5 separate regions of the Mus musculus genome follow, and all the other regions are linked to region 4. The links are chromatin contacts, called in public Hi-C, HiCAR-type and promoter capture Hi-C maps. All regions are on one chromosome and are shown on one strand. Each heading gives the region's core, a stretch centred on a gene start, on an enhancer-like site or on the middle of the called end of the contact. The rest is flanking DNA. Distances are from core to core; before and after follow the strand shown.

What was found. Promoter capture Hi-C pulls out the DNA fragments that hold promoters and counts their contacts. A called contact is a pair of places that touch in the nucleus more often than the background predicts. HiCAR-type assays count read pairs that join an accessible place to other places.
Region 1: a Hi-C map of B cells shows a contact between it and region 4, with 8 read pairs. The contact joins the promoter of Zzz3 here to the promoter of Fpgt in region 4. A contact is called at or near these places in 2 of 39 promoter capture datasets (liver and pre-B cells), 1 of 484 Hi-C or Micro-C datasets (B cells) and 1 of 115 datasets of contacts at active chromatin or transcription factors (thymic regulatory T cells).
Region 2: a promoter capture Hi-C map of liver shows a contact between it and region 4, with 5 times the contacts expected there. The contact joins the promoter of Cth here to the promoter of Fpgt in region 4. A contact is called at or near these places in 6 of 39 promoter capture datasets (the C10 cell line, cranial neural crest, hippocampal neurons and 2 more), 2 of 115 datasets of contacts at active chromatin or transcription factors (astrocytes and regulatory T cell precursor) and 1 of 9 other capture datasets (liver).
Region 3: a contact with region 4 is called in a promoter capture Hi-C map of pre-B cells, with 9 times the contacts expected there. The contact joins the promoter of Pigk here to the promoter of Fpgt in region 4. A contact is called at or near these places in 4 of 39 promoter capture datasets (the C10 cell line, liver and pre-B cells), 1 of 484 Hi-C or Micro-C datasets (CD4 T cells) and 2 of 9 other capture datasets (adipose tissue and liver).
Region 5: a contact with region 4 is called in a HiCAR-type map of astrocytes, with 6 times the contacts expected there. The contact joins the promoter of Ptger3 here to the promoter of Fpgt in region 4. A contact is called at or near these places in 3 of 39 promoter capture datasets (embryonic stem cells, hematopoietic stem and progenitor cells and hippocampal neurons), 1 of 484 Hi-C or Micro-C datasets (LSK cells) and 2 of 115 datasets of contacts at active chromatin or transcription factors (astrocytes and thymic regulatory T cells).

Annotation. Positions count from the first base shown.
Region 1 is chr3:152,394,155-152,397,686 of GRCm38.p6, forward strand. Zzz3 (zinc finger, ZZ domain containing 3) reads left to right here and starts at 1,849. Exons shown (of 14, transcript NM_001080755.2): 1 at 1,849-1,984.
Region 2 is chr3:157,922,961-157,926,425 of GRCm38.p6, forward strand. Cth (cystathionase (cystathionine gamma-lyase)) reads right to left here and starts at 2,103. Exons shown (of 12, transcript NM_145953.2): 1 at 1,906-2,103. The coding sequence starts at 2,070. It overlaps 1810013D15Rik (a long non-coding RNA gene), which reads left to right and starts at 2,248. Exons shown (of 6, transcript XR_867796.2): 1 at 2,248-2,386; 2 at 3,143-3,286.
Region 3 is chr3:152,712,196-152,715,775 of GRCm38.p6, forward strand. Pigk (phosphatidylinositol glycan anchor biosynthesis, class K) reads left to right here and starts at 1,905. Exons shown (of 11, transcript NM_025662.5): 1 at 1,905-2,032. The coding sequence starts at 1,940.
Region 4 is chr3:155,091,858-155,095,552 of GRCm38.p6, forward strand. Fpgt (fucose-1-phosphate guanylyltransferase) reads right to left here and starts at 1,521. Exons shown (of 4, transcript NM_029330.2): 1 at 1,442-1,521. The coding sequence starts at 1,499. It overlaps Lrriq3 (leucine-rich repeats and IQ motif containing 3), which reads left to right and starts at 1,577. Exons shown (of 8, transcript NM_028938.2): 1 at 1,577-1,813.
Region 5 is chr3:157,564,860-157,568,768 of GRCm38.p6, forward strand. It overlaps Ptger3 (prostaglandin E receptor 3 (subtype EP3)), which reads left to right and starts at 2,017. Exons shown (of 4, transcript NM_001359745.2): 1 at 2,017-2,986. The coding sequence starts at 2,159.

The DNA.
Region 1 (3,532 bases), core at 599-3,098, 2.7 Mb before region 4:
CTTCGTAGCCTATAATTCCAGTACTGTGAGGCAGAGGCAGGAAATGAAGAGTTCTAGGATGTATACACACACACACACACACACACACACACACACACGGATGGAGGGAAGGGCAGGGAGAGTATTGTAGATCAGCCTTGACTATAGAAGCTTGCCTCAGCGAAAACAAGCTTCAAATCGCAATGCCTGTTTTGCCAACAAATGTTAGCAAGGCCATGGGTTGGGTTTCTCTCTTATGTTTACATATTAGTGCCGGGTGGTGGTGGTGCACGCCTTTACTCCCAGCACTCGGGAGGCAGAGGCAGGCAGATTTTTGATTTTGAGGCCAGCCTGGTCTACAAAGTGAGTTCCAGGCCAGCATGGGCTACACAGAGAAACCCTCTCTCGAAAAACCAACAAAACAAAACGTTTGCGTATTAGTGCGGTGGTACCATTCCCACGGAAGAGAAAGGGAAAGTAAACCTGTGGGGACCTTTATCGTTACAACCATCGTTCTCTTGGAAACGGATGACAGTCCAATAATGGCGCGCGCGTGCGTGCGTGCGTGCGTGCGTGCGTGCGTGTGTGTGTGTGTGTGTGTGTGTGTGTGTGGCTAGACAATGCTCCCAGCAGCAGATAAATTCTGACCATCCCAATAGTAGCTAGCCTATGCAGGTAGCATATTGCCTGGCTGGGAAATCGTGTTATTTTTATATCTCTGCCTATTGCAAGTCCAACACAGTTCAATAAAAACCATGGGAGGGTGTGCTGTGGTGAGGCCTTATAGACCCCACTACTAGGAAAATTAAGGCAATGGAGAGCAGTGTCTCTAAGACACAAGATGGCAGGTGTGATAGTCAGTATAACTATAATTGGTATTCTTTATTTTGGAGCAGATATTACTCTGAGTTGAATTGGAGACAACCAAATACAAGTCCACTTCTATGATCTAATAACTTACGAGCAATTGAAAAGAAACCACACTTACCCACTTCCTTGGAAAAACAAAACTGCTCCAGCTAAGGAAAACAAAGAAAGGCACTGAAGCCATACTGCACAGTTGCGAAGAGCCCCAGTTAATGGATTCTACCAGTGGACTTGGTATTTTTTGGAACACAATCTAATAGCCAAAGGGTTGCATGAGCGTCCCCACAGCTCAGAAGTGGTGGCCTATGGTGCTATCAACCCAGAGGAAATACTTATCCCTGTAACTGAAGGCGGGCATTACTTTGCTGCACTGCTAATACTGTATATTTGAAAGGGCGGTGTTATGGATTGAACTCAGAGCTTCACGTAGTTCCGGTAAGCACACGCTGAGCTACATAAATAACCAGTTTTCACTATGGGTTGAGCCATACTTGGTGCTGGACACAACTGTGGGCAAAAGCTAAGAGAAAAGACGCCCTGCCTTTAAAGAGACTTCATTCTTGGCGGGTAGTGCTGTTTAAAGGTACGGAAAATAAAAGCGGTGGAGAAGGTGTACTCTGGTGGGACTGCCGACGAGTCGCGGTGGAGCTGGGGAAGAGTCCTGCCCTAGGGAGGGAGGTGAGCAAAGGCTGGAGAGGTGGGCGCCTGCGTACTGAGCGGGCGGCGGCTGGCGCGGCAGTCCGGGGCGTCGTGCGGAAAGCGCCGCGGGGCCAGGCAAGGTCGGGACGCGGGCGGGGAGCCTCTCCGGGAAGGTAGAGCGGATCACAGCACGCAGCGGGCTGGGCCGGTGAATCCTCCCGCCCGCCGGCCGGCCGGGTCGGGATCGCTGCAGCGGCCGCGGCCACCAGTAGGTGGCGCGCCGAGCGCCCGGCTCCCAGCGTCTCAGAGCCGAGGAAGGAGGGGACCGGAAGGAGCCGCCGCTGCTGCGGGAAGTGGAGGAGCGGGAGGCGGGGACCCACCTGGAAGCGCCGCGGCGCCGCTGTGGCGCTTCCTGCGGCGGAGGGCGCTGGAGCCAGTGCGGCGGCCGACGGCGGCCACGCGGGCGGCGCCTCCCGGAGCGGCCCGCCCCACGCGAGAGGTAAGCGGGATCCCCGGGGCGCGTGGCGGGGCCGGCGCAGGGGCGGGAGCGGAGCGCGGAGGGAAAGGCGCGCGCGGGGCCGGAGCCCTTCAGAGCGAGCGAGCGCCGGGAGGGGGTGGCCGAGGCGGCGGCGGCGGCGGCGCCCCCACGTGGGCCGGGCGCGCGCGTTCGCGGCTGAGGGGGCGGGGAGGCCTGCGGAGGCGCCGGGCGCGCGCGCGGGGCTCACGTGACGGCCACGTGACCGGAGGCCAGGCCGGCTGAGGGCTAGCGCGGTCCTCCGTGGCGTCCGGAGGGCGGCAGAGGGCTGAGTTTGGCGTCCCGCCTTTCCTTCTCCCCTCAGACGACTCAGAGGAGGAATCCAGGGCGGGGAAGGCTTGCCTCTCCTCCCGTTTGCCCGCGGCCTCCCAGTGCGAGGACGAACCACACGTTCAAAGTCCCGAAGTAGTGATTAGCTTCCCCCACGCCGCCATGTTGGCTCCAGCGCACGCCCGCCCGCGAGATGCCAGCGGGTCGGTATCGCGAGATCTCCGGACTCTCGCGGGACCTGGTTGGCAGAGCGGTTGCGCTGGATGGCGGAGCCCCGGGTTCTCGGGGCCCTGGGACCAGTAACTCTTTTCCTGCAGGCAAGTTGTCGGGGAGGGGCCGGGGCGCGCGCCCGGGCGCCGGGAGCCTTCGTGCGCGCGCCTCGCCGTCGCCTGCGGCGGTGCAGAGCGGCTGTCGCGCGCCGCGCTCCTCCCGCCCCCGGGCGCCCGCCACCTGCGGAGACCTCCCCGCCGGCCGCTGCCCGGCGCTCGCTCGCCGGCCCGGAGGCCGCTGCCAGCCCGCCCCGCCCGCCGCCGCCCCCTCTGCCCAGTTACCCTCTCTGCAGACAGCTCCACTTTCCTGTCGCCTGTGGCTGCAGAATCTTCCCCCAGTCTCCCAACAGAACGCATAGCATCTCTCGTGTCCGGGCGTCATTTAGCCACCCACTTGTCTATTGGGAAGTTCTCCTCGTCACCCTGGCTGCTGACAGTAACTTTTGGCAGTGTTTGGGAGGCCCCCTCACCCCTGACAGTACCCGAGGTCAGAATACAATCCTTGTTCTGTACATGCTGATAAACTCACGTCGGTAGGGATTGGGGCTACCATTTTTGGTATTCTGGGGTGCCGGTTTTGTTTTGCAGAAAATAGTAGTGGGTTTGTTTTAACGAAAAATCCCGCTACTTCTTAAATTTGAGGTCGGTCATAAGTGTCTTCATGAGTCAATCACTTTTTTCTACTTAGAACAGCCACTCACAAGTCAGTTTACCATATTTGTTTTCATTTCTTTGTATTCAAAAGTATGGAAGCTACACAATCGGGAAACTAGATAGATAATTCATTCATAGTTATCCTGTCCGCCCCACCCCTCGCTCTGAGACAGGCATACTATCTGTATCCCCGGATACTCTAAAACTGACTAGGTGGGCCCGGATTCATGGCATTTGTTATCACAGCCAGCACATACCATTTTAAATTTTTTATCATTTACTTATTATGTGCCTGTGTATCTTGGATATTGTATGTGCT
Region 2 (3,465 bases), core at 853-3,352, 2.8 Mb after region 4:
TAACAGCTGTCCTCTGAACCTGGGGCATTTTTAATATACCAAGACCCATTTAGTAAGCCACCAGAAAGGAAGATGCCATGAGATTCACAAGGCTGCATCTTACAGGCTTTACCAGTCACTTGGTCATTTGTGTTTGTTGAGTCTGGGTCAGTTTCCGTTTTTATAAAAGGATTTAACCCCTGCCCTATGACTTAGCTGCTGTGGTCAAATGGAAATAACAAGGCAGGAAGACTGCAAACACCAAAGTACTCCTAAGTGTGTACTACAAAATTTAGAAATGTTACAACAGTAACAGCTTGTGTAGTGTGTTCTATCATTATCCCAGTTTACACAAGGTCATCTCAAGTCTTGGATGGGTTAAATAGCTTCCTCCAGGTTACTCAGTCAGAGAAGCTGATGTAAGAATTAAAACCCATGTGCTCTTAATCACAAAGCCACACTACTTAGATCAATGGTTGCCAATCTTCCTGATGCTGTGACCCTTTAATACAGTTCCTCATGGTGTAGTGACCCCCAACTAATTATTTTTGTTGTTACTTCGAAACTGTAATTTTGCTACTATTAGGAATCGTGATGTAAATACCTGATACATGTAACCCCTGAAAAGGGTTGTTCCACTCCCAAAGGGGTCACAGCCCAGAGGTTGAGAACTGCTGGCTTAGATGATGAAATGGCTTGAACTATTACATAGCTCAGTTACAGTGCAGCACCATGGAGTCAGTTGCAGAAGGGAGGGGTTCAAGATAAATTAAATCTTATAACCCTATTATCTCAGCTATCTCAGTTTGAACACTTGAGACCTTAGTTCAGGCTAGGATCCTTCTTGTTAACCTTCAGTGAGACTCTACATGTAACACACATAGATTTTAAGTACGCACTTGGTACATAAATACACATTAGCTATTAACTGAACATACCGACTGAAACTAATCTTAATTCTAGGATTTTCATTGTTTAGTGTGTGAGAGAGAGGAGAAAGAGAAAGAGACTGAGGGGGGAGGGAGGAAGAGAAGGACAGGGAGAGAGGGACGGAGTGGGTGAAAGAGACTGGGGACAGAGAGAAGAGAGGGAGGGGGGAGAGAAGGAGAGAGAGGGAGAGTGCAAGCCTTTGGGTGCATCAAAGAACAACTAAGGTGGTGGTTCATGCCTTTAATCCCAGCACTTGGGAGGCAGAGGCAGGCGGATTTCTGAGTTCGAGGCCAGCCTGGTCTACAAAGTGAGTTCCAGGACAGCCAGGGCTACACTGAGAAACCCTGTCTCAAAAACAAACAAACAAACAACAAAAAAAAAACAACTACAGGAGTTGGTTCTCTCCTTCCATCCTATAGATTATGGGATTGAATTATAGTAGTCAGGTCTGGTGACAAGCACCTTTATATACCTGCTGTAATAAACACCATGCCCAAACCAACTTGGGGAGGAAAGAGTTTTTTATTTTACTTCCATTTAACAGTTCACCATGGAAAGCAGTTAGGACAGGAACCTGGAGGCAAGAACTAATGCAGAGGCCACGGAGAGGTGGCTTCTTACTGGCTCGTTCACCCAACTTCTTATAGAACGCAGGGCCACTAGCCTGGGGGGGGGGGGCACCCACCATGGACTTATCCTCCCCCATCAATCTCTAATTAAGAAAATGCCTGCTTGCAGCCTGATCTACTGGAGGCATTGTCTCAATCGAGGTCCCCTCCTCTCTCGCTTGAGTCAAGTTGATATAAAACTAGTCAGCACGACTGCTGAGCCATTTCACCAGCCCAAGAGCCTTCATTTTTCAAAGTAGGACTGGCTGCAGGTAGCTTCGATGCTACAGAATTCAACAACTTACAGTTCTGGTTTTTAACTGAAAATCGCAGAGAGCGCATGTCCCGAGCGCTCCCACAGTCAGCCCAGCCCTGCCCGGCTGCTTACCGAGGACTGGCCCGGGAAGTCCTGCTTAAATGTGGTGGCCAACGAAATGGGCAGCACCACGGCACGAGAATTCCATTGCTCAGGCTCTTGTCCCACGTGGATGGCCTGAGTGGCGAAATGCTGGAAACTAGGCAGGAAGCCGCTCAAAGAGGCGTCCTTCTGCATGCTGGGGCAGGAGTGCGAGGTGTTGCTTTGGCTAAAACCTTCTGGACTTTGGCGCTTATATCCAGGGTGGGGAGGGGCCGACGCAACCAATCATCGCTGGTCCCTAGGCAGCGGCCCTGCTTATTGGTCGGCAGTGGAGGTGTTGCCCCGATCGTTCCTGCCCCGCCTCCCAGTGGCACAGAGCAGTGCCCACGTGGGACACCTCAGCACTGAGGTGCAGCACTCAGCCCAGAGATCCCCTTTGTCTGCAGGATAGGGACGCAACCTCCAGCAGCCTCGCGTGGCCCCAGAGTTCCGGCAAGGGTCACGCAGGCAGGTGCTTCCCTCGGATCTGAGGACCGCCACAGCTGTGCCACCAGCGCCCGCGTCTCTACTCTGGCCAAGATCAGGCCTTAAGGCCCAAGCTTTGCTCCCAAAAAGACGTAGCTTTGACCTAATTTTACACCTTGTCCGAGAACTGGGGAATTTAAGGAGTTTCTGTACCTGGGAAGTCGAACCTAAAACTTTGTTTTTTTTTTTGTTTTTTTTTTTTAAGATTTATTTATATTTACTTATTATTATATGTAAGTACACTGTAGCTGTCTTCAGACACACCAGAAGAGGGAGTCAGATCTCGTTACGGATGGTTGTGAGCCACCATGTGGTTGCCGGGATTTGAACTCAGGACCTTCAGAAGAGCAGTCGGGTGCTCTTACCTGTTGAGCCATCTCACCAGCCCGAACCTAAAACTTTGAAACACTGTTGAACGAATTTGGAAGGTGTTAAGGAATAAACAACTGATTTTAAAAGCTACGGTTTGGAAAAGCTACGAAGAGCAAACACAATCAGTATGCTTTTCAAATTAGCTCCAGACACAATCACCTTCCAGAACCAAGTGTACACTGCCAGAGGCACAGGGGAAGCGGGTAGCCTCTGAAACACTAACGGGTTACCATGCTTGCTTGATTAGTATTTCTCCTTTTAAAGTATGTTCTCAGCCTGAGTATATTTTAACGATGTGTTTGTGTGTGTGTGTGTGTGTGTGTGTGTGTGTGTGTGTGTATTGCACCACATGCATACTTGATGTCTACAGAGGTCAGAAAGGCTGTTGGATTCCCCTGGAACTGCATTTGGAAACAGATGTGATCTGCGTGTGGGAGAGAAAGCCAAGCCCTGGTGCTCTGGAACCAATGCTCCTGCGGGCAATGCTCTTGCTCCCTGAGCCATCTCTAAAGACGTAAGTACATTTTGATGAGATCACAGAAAACACCGAGGAGTAGAAGGGCCTGAAACAGTTCTGAGTCCAGTTCTAAGTACAGTTGGTAAGCCCTGGGTTATACAAACATGGATGTTTTCTATTTGTTTGTATACTTGTCTGTTTATCGTATTTGAGAGTGCAGAGGAATGTGTGGCACA
Region 3 (3,580 bases), core at 655-3,154, 2.4 Mb before region 4:
GAAAAAGGGAGCAGAAGTGGGGGACCAGGGTTCAGAAAGCTAAGAATACCAATGCATTGACTTCTGGGATCAACTTCAGTGAGACAGTTCAACTTTATACGGGGCTGTATAGATCTTGGGGAGTGTGTGGGGACTTACAAGGTGGGTAAATGTTATTGGTGGGGGGGTAAGCCTGGGAATGCTTCATTTACATGAATTTCAAGAAGAACCTGCTGAGCAGGTTTCTCCTCAGAGATTTTGGAGGGTTACTGTGGATCCATCTCATATACAGTCACCAAACCCAGACACTACTGTGGATGCCAAGAAGTGCTTGTTGACAGGAGCCTGATATAACTGTCTCCTGAGAGGCACTGCCAGAGCCTGACAAATACAGAGGTGGGTGTTTGCAGCCAACCATTGGACTCATCATGGGGACCCCAATGGAGGAGTTAGAGAAAGGACTGAAGGAGCTGAAGGGGTTTGCAACCTGTAGGAAGAACAACAATATCAACCAACCAGACCCCCCAAAGCTCCCAGGGACTAAACCACCAATCAAAGAGTGCACATGGAGCGACCCATGGCTCCAGCTGCATATGCAGCAGAGGATAATTTTGTTGGGCATCAGTGGGAGACGAGGCCCTTGGTCCTGTGAAGGCTAGATGACTCAGTGTAGGGAAATGCTGTCAGTGTAGGTCAGTCTGTTGTAGTAGAAGCAGTGGGAGGGGTGATGGGATAGAGGGTTTCCAGAGGGGAAACATGGAAAGAGGATAACATTAAAAATGTAAATAAAATATCCAATTAAAAAAAAAGGGCTTTTGTGGGGAGTGAAGAGATAGCTCAGTGGTTAAGAGTACTGGCTGCTCTTGCAAAGGTCCTGGGTTTAGTTTTCAGAACCCACGTGGTGATTTAACAACCATCTCTGGTTCCAGAGGATCTGATGTCCACTTCTGACCTCTGCAGGCAATGCACACACATTGTGCTTAGGCATATATGTAGGAAAAATATCCATACACGTTACATAAAATCCAAAAACTAAAGTTGTTTTGTGTGTGTGTGTGTGTGAAACAAAAAGGACACAAAACACTTTCAAGCAAAACTGGCCATGGTAGCACGTGCTTTTAATGTCAGCACGTGGGAGACAGTGGTAGGCAGGTCTCTCTGTGAGTTCAAGGTAGCTTTAGGTCAGGCAGGGCTTCATAATGAGACCTTGTCTCAAAAAAAATTAAAAGAAATATTCAAAGAATAATTAAAATGGATGAGTAATAGTGTTACAACAAAAATTTTTTTCAAAATTAGAAAACAGAATGACCAGAAATACTGTATATTTTTTCCCTTCTGTATGGTGTCTGTGTGTACGTGTGTGTACGTGTGTGTACGTGTGTGTGTGTGTGTGTGTGTGTGTTTACAGGCCCACTTATGGAAGCCAGAAGCAGGTGTTGGGTGCCACCTCTTTCTGACTTGATCTCTTGAAGCAACATCCTTCACTGAACCCATTTTTTTTCCCCTGTAGGTTGGCAGTCATTAAACCCCAGTGATCATATTTCCATTTTGTCGTCCTTTAAGATTTAGAAATCTTGGACCACATAGCCAACTAACTGATAGCACCACACCAAAGGGAAACATCAAATATTGTGGATCCCCAAATTATCTTTTTAAAATTTCCTCCTTAAATATTGTGTCTATTTTACAAAACAAACCTAGAAACATAGCTGAGTAAGTAATTCTCCAATTAGGTTGCCCCGGCCACTCCAGAACCTGAATGGAGGAAGGTGTATGCGGTGGCAAACAAAACAAAACAACAAAATGAAGCAACAAAACAAAACAAAAACTAAAACAACTCAAGGCCACTACCATGGGAAGAACAAACCAAACCACACCCCCCCGTGCACGGCAGCGGCAGCGCTGCTTTACGGCACTCGCCCCGCCCCTTTGCTCTTCGGGGCGTGAGAAGCCGGCAAACATGGCGGCCCCCTGCTTCCTCACTCTGCGGGTGGCTACCCTGGCCGCCTTGGCGCTCTTGTCTCTCGGCAGCTCTGCCGCTGGACACATCGAGGTAGGCATCGGTGTCTGTTGAGGACCGACCCCAGGGAGGACCGTGTGACTGTGAGCGCCTCAGGTGCAGGACGCACGGCCCCTGAGGGCAGCCGCCTGCAGCGTCTTCCCTCCCCGGGCTGTGTTGTGGGATTCAGGACCGTCCGTCCTGAGGACAGGGACCGGACACAGCCTTTTAGAACGCCCTGTTAAGAGTGCGAAGCCAGCGGTGACGAGGGAGGAGGACCCGGTCCTCTGCTCCTGTGACAGGCAGGGCACGCGTGGGGACTGTCATGGCTTTGGTGTTTTGCTCCTCCGCCCTGACCTCCTCCTCCCTGAGGCTGCAGGACGTCTGGTTTCTTTACGATGCTGTTACCAGCGATTTCCCCAGCGACGCGACTTGGATTTCTAGCATTATTTTTTAGACCTGCTTGCCCGGGCGTCAGCACACACTGTAAAAACACCTCGTCCAAGTTTATCACCGAGGCTGCCCTAGTCTCCTAACTCAGCAGGGGCAGTTCTGGTTTAGTCTGTTCTCTGAGCTGAGGACGGAGTAACTTTTCAAATGCTGACCTGATCATGTCACTCAGGACCCCTTCTTGAAATCTCTTACACCTTCTTTAAATGTCTAGCTTTGTTAAGCTTTCAGTTTCACAAACCACTGGGACCCTTTTGCCATTGGCCCAATTTTTTTTTTTTTGGTCTGGAATTGTCTTTTCATCTTTTGGGTATTCGCCCAAAATGTCACTTCTGTAGGGAAACCTTCCCTTACAAAGTCATGTTCCCCTGTTACAATTACAGACCACATTTGGTGTCTTTATATATTGTGTGGTGAGTTCTTTGCTAACGTGTGTCTATTTAACTGGACAGTAATCTCTGATGAAGGCACGCACTGTGATCTGCTGTCATCCCCGACAGGATAGATGTCTAAGCATACAGTGAATCCGTAATTGTACATTGTAGTGCAGTGCATTTACATGTCCACCTGTATTAAACTCTGATGTGCTTGAGAGAAGATTGCATGCCTTTTGGTGATTTTCCTATCACCGTATTCCGTGGTGCTTGGCACGTAGAAGGTGCTCCGTTAACTAAATGTTGACTGATTAACGTTACATTGCTGCTACAGAGTTCTCAGTAAAGTTTCAATGGAGCAACAAGTTTGAGCCTAGAAAGGACGCTAGAGATTATTTAGGTCAAATCTCATTTTCTTTTGGAGAAATTCAAGCTTAAAGTGCAAACTGACTTGCCCCAGTGTCATGTACCGCTCAATTTTAGCTCAGGCCTTCCCATGCCTAAACCAGGGGTTATCCACAGTAGCACCCTGCTTGCTGCTTTGTTCAGTGTCTGGGCAGCTGTTAGAATGGTTTTGGGGGCTGAGGGTGGTTGTAGCAGTGGGTCTATTCTCACACTTGCCTGGAACTTTTTGTCTCTGAAACTTTCCTGCTAGCCACACAGCTGAAATCTCCATTTGTTAGGCAATCACTTTGTTGCATTCTCTGCTCCTACATTGTGAGTCTGCTACCAGCTCTGTAGATGATGAAGGGTGGGGGGTGGGGGAGTGGGGGTGGGT
Region 4 (3,695 bases), core at 271-2,770:
GTTATTGTTGCTTATCATTTTTTTCTTTCCTTTTCTTTTGTGGTACTGGGAAATAACCACAGAGTCCTATGCTTGCCAGCTCTATCACTGAGCTATGTTCATAATCCTTCATTTATCTATTTAATTAATTTAGTATCTTACGTTTGACAGGGTTGAGACAGGCTAGTTCAAAGGTAGTAAGCTATTGCAAGTGATTGTTCACATTCAGTTACAGATTGAAGTTCTATTCTATACTTCCCCCCTTCTCACTAATGCACTTGACTAGAGATAGAGGAAGGCAAAGCCTACCTAACCCAGAACTCCTCTAATGTGCTTGAAATTGGTCCTGCGAGTTCACTTCAGGGTCTCTCTATCTTGGCAATGGGAGACCCAGAAGGCTGGACTTCTGCAGAATAAATACTCTTTGTGTTTACATACTGTTGGAATCTGGGGCATCATTCTTTGGTGACTCATTCTTCAGTGAATCATGGACTCTTCCACTACTTGACAGATTGGCTCTGAACTCATATTTATTTTCTATCTATCTACCACACGACCGATCGATCTACCTATTATCTATCTGTCTATCAATTATCATCGTCTATTTGTCTGTGCAATCCAGGTAGGTCTTGAACCTCGTTCCTACTGCCTTAGCGTCTCAAGTAGATGACAGTACAGACTTGCGACACCAGTCCTAGCTTCTAATATTTTTATTAACGATGATCAAACTACACTTTATATAAGCAATCAGAATACAACACAAACCCCAGGACTAAACTTCTCAATGAACTCATTAAATGACAAATTGCACTTTCAAGAATCAGTGGAACCCTCTAATCAGCAAAAATATTAATAAGGTTTTTAACAAGTTGAGAGAGAATGAGAGGGAGGGGAAAGATAAAGAGGGAGGGAGGGACTGAGATAAGAAGGAGGAATAGGTAGGAAAGGAGGGGGAAGGGGAGGGAGAAGGAGAGGAGAGAGACAGACATGTTAGCTTGGATTTAATAGTTCCAATCATTCTGGTATCCAAATATAAGACCGTACATTTTAGGCACTCATAAATATCAATTTTACCAGACAGCTGTACCCCAAACTTACATTATCAAATTTAAAGCCATGATTGCCTCCGTATTGGGGTTTACATTGGAATAAAGTGGAGTTAAGCAGCGGGGCTTGGGAAAAGAAAAGAAACAAGGTAACGACTACTGCAGACTCTAAGCAAAAGGTCTTCTACCACTGAGTTAAGCCAGTGTTACTTCCCGTTGGTAATTCTCTTACTGCTCCTTCCTGACATCTAAGTTTAGGCTCGCACAGAGAGGAGGAAAAGGGAAAAAGGGAAAAGTCTGGCTGGCCTGGCCAGGACGGAGCGGACAGGAAGGGGTATCGGACAGGAAGCTGCGCGGGGTCCTTGGGAAGGCGCTCTCCGTGCAGGGGGGCAGAGAACTCAGTTCCGCCTTGGTACCTCTCAGCTCAGAAAATCTGCGCAGTTTCCGCAGGGTGGCTTCGCGGAGAGACGCCATGGCCGACTTCCGGGAGCACACTTAGCACGCACGCGCACTCCAAACCCCGCCCCGCCCCGCCCCGCCCCGCCTCCTCCATGCTCTCCACGTCACCGCGGCCCTGGAAGCGCCCTGAGACTTGAAAAGCTAGGATGGCGTGAGCGTGCGCAAGCGGCGTTTCCTGGGCAACGATCTGTGGGGCAGATGGGCGGGCACCTAGCGGGGTCGGGTTGTGCGGAGCTCTGGGTTCCTGCCTTACCGTGTCTGACAACCCGCGGTGCGACCGAGAAGACCAACCCACCCACCATTAGTGGATCCACCACCCAGATGCTGAGGTGACCTGCCCGCACGGAGCTCCTATTCCTGTCAGAAGCCTCCCAGGGAGGCCAGGCCCCTGAACCAGAGAGAGGCTCGGCTCTGTGGGATGCTTTCTGGTGGGCCAGACTACTCTGCACCCTTCAGTTGTCCAACTTCCCAGGCCCAGTACTGAACTAGCGCCTTTAGCCAGCACTGCACACTCTGTTGTGTTCACTTGCTTCAAGGAGATTCAACCAAAGGTGCCAGATATTGGAAAGAACCAGTCTTACTTAATACACTTTCATAGAGTGGTTATATGTGTTTCTCTTGTAGAGTGCATAAGTTTATATCGAGTACTACAGGTTGATCTCTTTAATCTTTCACATAGTACATAGAGAGGAACGCTATTTGAGGAAGCCATTTCAGTCTGAAACCCAGAAATCTTACCACTACAATTTGACTTGAGAAGCTTCTCTTCTTTAAAATCTAACTCAGAATTCTGCATAGCAGCTCCCTATGAACTTTTAAGTTTCTGAGTAAGCTTAGTTTTTCACTTAAAGCCTTGACCTCAGCATTTAATTCTGTATTTAAAGTGGACACATTTGTGGGGAGGAGATAACTGTTTCACAATACACTCCGGCTGAAGGAAATTAAGAAAATACAGAAAGGCCCGATAGATAATAACAGCAATAGCAGTCAGAGCTTGTAATTTATAGTCTTGAGTGAACTGGAGTCATCCCAGGTTTTTGGTGACCTGCCTTATGTTTAAAGGGCACAGACACACTGAAGTATGTTGGTGGGTATGGCAAGAATATAAGCAGAGCTTTATTTGGAGTCTACTAAAGTAACACAAACAGGAAAGATTTGGTGGAAATTTAAAAGATAATAATGGGAGATGGAGAGAAATTGCTTAGATTATAGAAACACTTAACCAACAACACCTGTCCAATAAATAAGTGTGGATTGTGAGAGAAATTACTAAAAGATGCTGAAAGTGGATGACATGACATTTAAATGAGCTGAGGAAAGGTATGTATGGGGAAGCATAGTGAAGTCATAAGAGAAGACCTGTAATAATATTGGATATGTAGAATAAACTAGTGCAAATATAGTAGAAATTGTTGTGTGTCTGTGCATCATGTATGTGGTTCTGGAGATCAAGACAGGGCTGGCTAGACAATTTTGTGAGTTGTCAGAATGGAGAGGGAATTTATTTTCAACTACAGGAGGAGGTTGAGGTCCAAAGGGAATAATACAGGTCAAAAAGGCCTACATATTTGAGTACCTACCAAACATTCTTATAAGTGGAAAACAAATTAACCAAATTTAAATTTCTCATATAGTACTTCACACCCACCTTTCCATTCCATGCTGAAATGTGCTGTCTTGAGCTAGTGCAGGCCTTGGGTGCTGTTACAGCTGCTGTGAGTTCATGAGTGCAGCTGCCTGCTATGTCCAGAAAACAGTGTCCACCTCCTCCGGCACTTACCCTCTTTCTCCCTCCCTTTGACAGTGATCCCTACACTGTGTGTGTGTGTGTGTGTGTGTGTGTGTGTGTGTGTGTGTGTACCTTTCAGAAATTGAGCACTGCTTAGTTGTACTCTCTACACATTGACCAGTTATTAGTCTCTGTGTTAGTTGCCATATATTGCAAAAAGAAGAAAGAAAGAAAGAAAGAAAGAAAGAAACCTTTCTGATGAGGGTTGAGAGATGCACTAAACTATGGGTGTAGCTATAGATAATTGGGAGTTAGTTTAATATGCTATGTCTGTTCGGTAGATTAATAGTAGTAGTAGGTTCTCCAGTAGAACTTCATGACCTACCTGTCTGGCCACACATTTGTGATTCTAATAGCGGTGTTAGATATGGGCTCTATTTATGGAGGGTGACTTAAATTCTTAAATCAGAAAGTTGTTGGTT
Region 5 (3,909 bases), core at 767-3,266, 2.5 Mb after region 4:
CCCTCCGAAAGGCCCAACAAGCAGCAGCTGAAAGACTCAGATGCAGATATTTACACCTAACCAATGGACAGAGGCTGGTGACCCCTGTGGTTGAATTAGGGAAAAGCTGGGAGAAGCTGAGCAGGAGGGCAACCCAATAGGAAGAGCAGTAGTCTCAACTAACCTGGACTCCGGAGATCGCTCAGACACTGAGCCACCAACCAGGCAGCATACACCAGCTGGTATGAGGCCCCCAACACACATACAGCAGAGGACTGATGGGTCTGGGTTCAGTCAGAGAAGATGCACCTAACCCTCAAGAGACTTCAGGTTTCAAGGAGTGGGGAAGGTCTTGAGGGGTGGGGGGTGGGGAACATCCTCTTGGAGCCGGGGTTTTGGGGGGAGGAGGAGGTATGGGATGTGGAACAGTTAGAAGGCAGACCAGGAGGGGGATTAAAGAATTAAAAAAAAAAATGTTTTAAAGAAATTCTCTTTAATACAAGATAGTGCATGTTAGCAGTTTAGCCACTAGAGGGGAGTGTCGTTTCAAATGAACTAAGTCAACTCTTGGCAGCTAGCAAAAGAACCAACAGGAAAACAACCAGGAGAATCTAAAAGTTACTTATTTGCAGGGTGAACAGCTAAAATGTAGGTAACTCTGGCTGGGAAAAAAAAAATGCTTCAAGAAGAGAAGGGTTTCTGAAACTTTGTTAAGAGCTGTCAACAAAGGAATACACATGGCTCCAGCTGCATATGTAGCAGAGGATGGTCTTGTCATGGTATCAAGTGGAAGGAGAGGTCCTTGGTCCTATGAAGGTTGGATAGATGCCCCAGTGTAGGGGAATCAAAGGTGGGGAGGTGGGAGTGGGTGGGTGGGTGGAGGAACACCCTCTTAGAAGCAGGGGGAGAGATGTGATAGGGTGTTACAGGGAGGGGCGGGAAAGGGGATAACATGAAATGTAAATGAAAATATCCAATAAGAGAGAGAGAGAGGGAGAGAGAGAGAGAGGGAGAGAGAGAGAGAGATTGATTAACTATCTTTGCCAATACATGTTCTTATGGTCGACCTTCTCAGTAAGCATTAGGCAGGGGGAAGTGACCTAATGAATAGAATGCTAACCACTCAAAGGAAGACCTGAATTGGGATTCCCAACACCTGAGTAAAAGTAGCCTGGCTGTTGGGCTTGGGTGTGTGAGGCCATACCAGGCCGGGAGTCACAGTGGAAGACACTCCATGTTGAAGTCTGACCTCAATGTAAATACGAAAGGACTCTCTCTCTCTCTCTCTCTCTCTCTCTCTCTCTCTCTCTCTCTCTCTCTCTCTCTCTCTCTCTCACACACACACACACACACACACAGCGGGGTGGGAAATAGGGGGATGATAATGTAAACAAGTTAGTTATTAATAAATATAAAATTTTTGATCTAACTAAAGGGTGGCATATTTTCTTTGATGTATGAATTCCAGAATACTCTTAAAATTTAAATGTATCATTATACTGAAATGTCACTCAGTGAAAATGTGAATTTGCTATGTACTTTCACCTGTGTGCTTACTTGGTTTTGGATTTTTAAACTGACATTATCCTAGAAAAGTATTTTACCAATATGAGTTTGGAATTAGTCCAAAGTAAAATAAGGCAATAGTTTCAGGAAGACTTAAAACACAAACTCATCCCTATTCTTTCCCAGATGTGAGTATCATATGTATATACATATGATATTGATACATATACATATATATATTTATATATATATATTAAATAAAACAAATTCAATGACAGTCAAACATGAGGAGAAATCAGCATTGCGATTCACGCAGCTACTAACATGTCAGATTTCGTCTTTTCTCCAGTGTCACGTAACCCAAAGGCTGATGAGCACTTTACAGAGTCCCAGAGCTGGAGAGGCAGACCTAGGGGGCGCGGCGCCAGGTGATCCCAGCCCACACCGCCCTTCGCCTGCCTACTCGCAGCACCGCCCCTCGAGCTCCAAGGCGCGGGAGGAGCCTCGCGCGGCGTCGGGCGGCGCCTGTCCAGTCCCCGCAGCCTAGCGCGGGAGGCGGCGGGCGATGGAGAGCAGAGCCTGGGCTCCGGCTGTCCCCCAGTGCACTCTGCTGCTATCCCGCAGCTGAGCCGGGAGGCTCCGGCCCCGTGCGCCCTACCGTGGCCCCGCCACTATGGCTAGCATGTGGGCGCCGGAGCACTCTGCTGAAGCGCACAGCAACCTGTCAAGTACTACCGACGACTGCGGCTCCGTGTCCGTGGCCTTTCCCATCACCATGATGGTCACTGGCTTCGTGGGCAACGCGCTGGCCATGCTGCTCGTGTCGCGCAGCTACCGGCGCCGCGAGAGCAAGCGCAAGAAGTCTTTCCTGCTGTGCATTGGCTGGCTGGCGCTCACCGACTTAGTGGGGCAGCTCCTGACCAGCCCGGTGGTCATCCTCGTGTACCTGTCACAGCGACGCTGGGAGCAGCTCGACCCATCGGGGCGTCTGTGCACCTTCTTCGGGCTAACCATGACAGTGTTCGGGCTATCCTCGCTCCTGGTGGCCAGCGCCATGGCCGTGGAGCGCGCCCTGGCCATCCGTGCGCCGCACTGGTATGCCAGCCACATGAAGACTCGCGCCACGCGCGCGGTACTGCTGGGCGTGTGGCTGTCTGTGCTCGCCTTCGCGCTGCTGCCGGTGCTGGGCGTGGGCCGCTACAGCGTGCAGTGGCCGGGCACGTGGTGCTTCATCAGCACCGGGCCGGCGGGCAACGAGACAGACCCTGCGCGCGAGCCGGGCAGCGTGGCCTTTGCCTCCGCCTTCGCCTGCTTGGGCTTGCTGGCTCTGGTGGTGACCTTTGCCTGCAACCTGGCGACCATCAAAGCCCTGGTGTCCCGCTGTCGGGCCAAAGCCGCCGTCTCGCAGTCCAGCGCCCAGTGGGGCAGAATCACCACGGAGACGGCCATCCAGCTCATGGGGATCATGTGTGTGCTGTCCGTCTGTTGGTCGCCGCTATTGGTAAGTAGTTGGTAGAGTGGGGGCGTTTGTAGGGAGCCGTAAATGTAGGGAAACTTTCTGAAAGTGACTAGCACCCAGAATTCCTGCCGCTCATGCGGCCCCGGGTTGCAGCCTCCAGCCAAGAGCCTAAGCCGCTTGCGGAGCTTACAAGAGCTAGTCAAGTCGGTCCAGACTTGCCAGGCGCTTGTGAAGATGCAAACAGCCTAGGCACAGAGGTGGGTAGACGCTGCTCAAGCCAGTGCAGACTGATGTTTGCCCCTTGCGTTATAAGAGGAGGTATGATGACAACTCTAGCTCAACCTGCTAATCCCGCTGCGATGTTTGGGCACCTGGGAGCCAGGCAGGTCCTATGGCTTCAGCCGCACAGCAACTAACCTTCTTGGCAAACTGTCTTTCTGTTGCCAGCACTAAAGGTTCTCAGGTAGCTACTGTCTGCAGGGAGGGTCAGGAAGGCACAGATGCCGCAGCCCCCTAAGAAGCCGGGTACTGTGTACACCAAAGTGGAGGACTCTCCAGTAGCACACACACACACACACGCACTACCCCCCCCAACACACACACACTTGTGCCCCCCCCCCCCATCCTTATAGAGGAGTGAATCGCAGATCTCCGCAATTCCAGAGACAGGAGGTAAGGGTTTCTCGGTCCTTGGCATCGTATCCATCACAGAACTACCCAGAGGAAGCCATGCTTCCGCATGCTCCCTATCCCCAACTCTCACATGGTGTTTTTGAGGGTTTTTTTTTTTTTCCTGTGGCACTTGTAGCTAGAAACTTCTGTGGATAAGTGTGGTTTGCTAATTGGCAAAGAATGGATGCTTACTTTGGGCTCACACAGCCTGGCTTAATGTGCAGAGGAGCATCCCCATGGTGTGGTACAGTTATTGACCATTACATAGCAGACTCGATTCTCTCTCTCTCTCT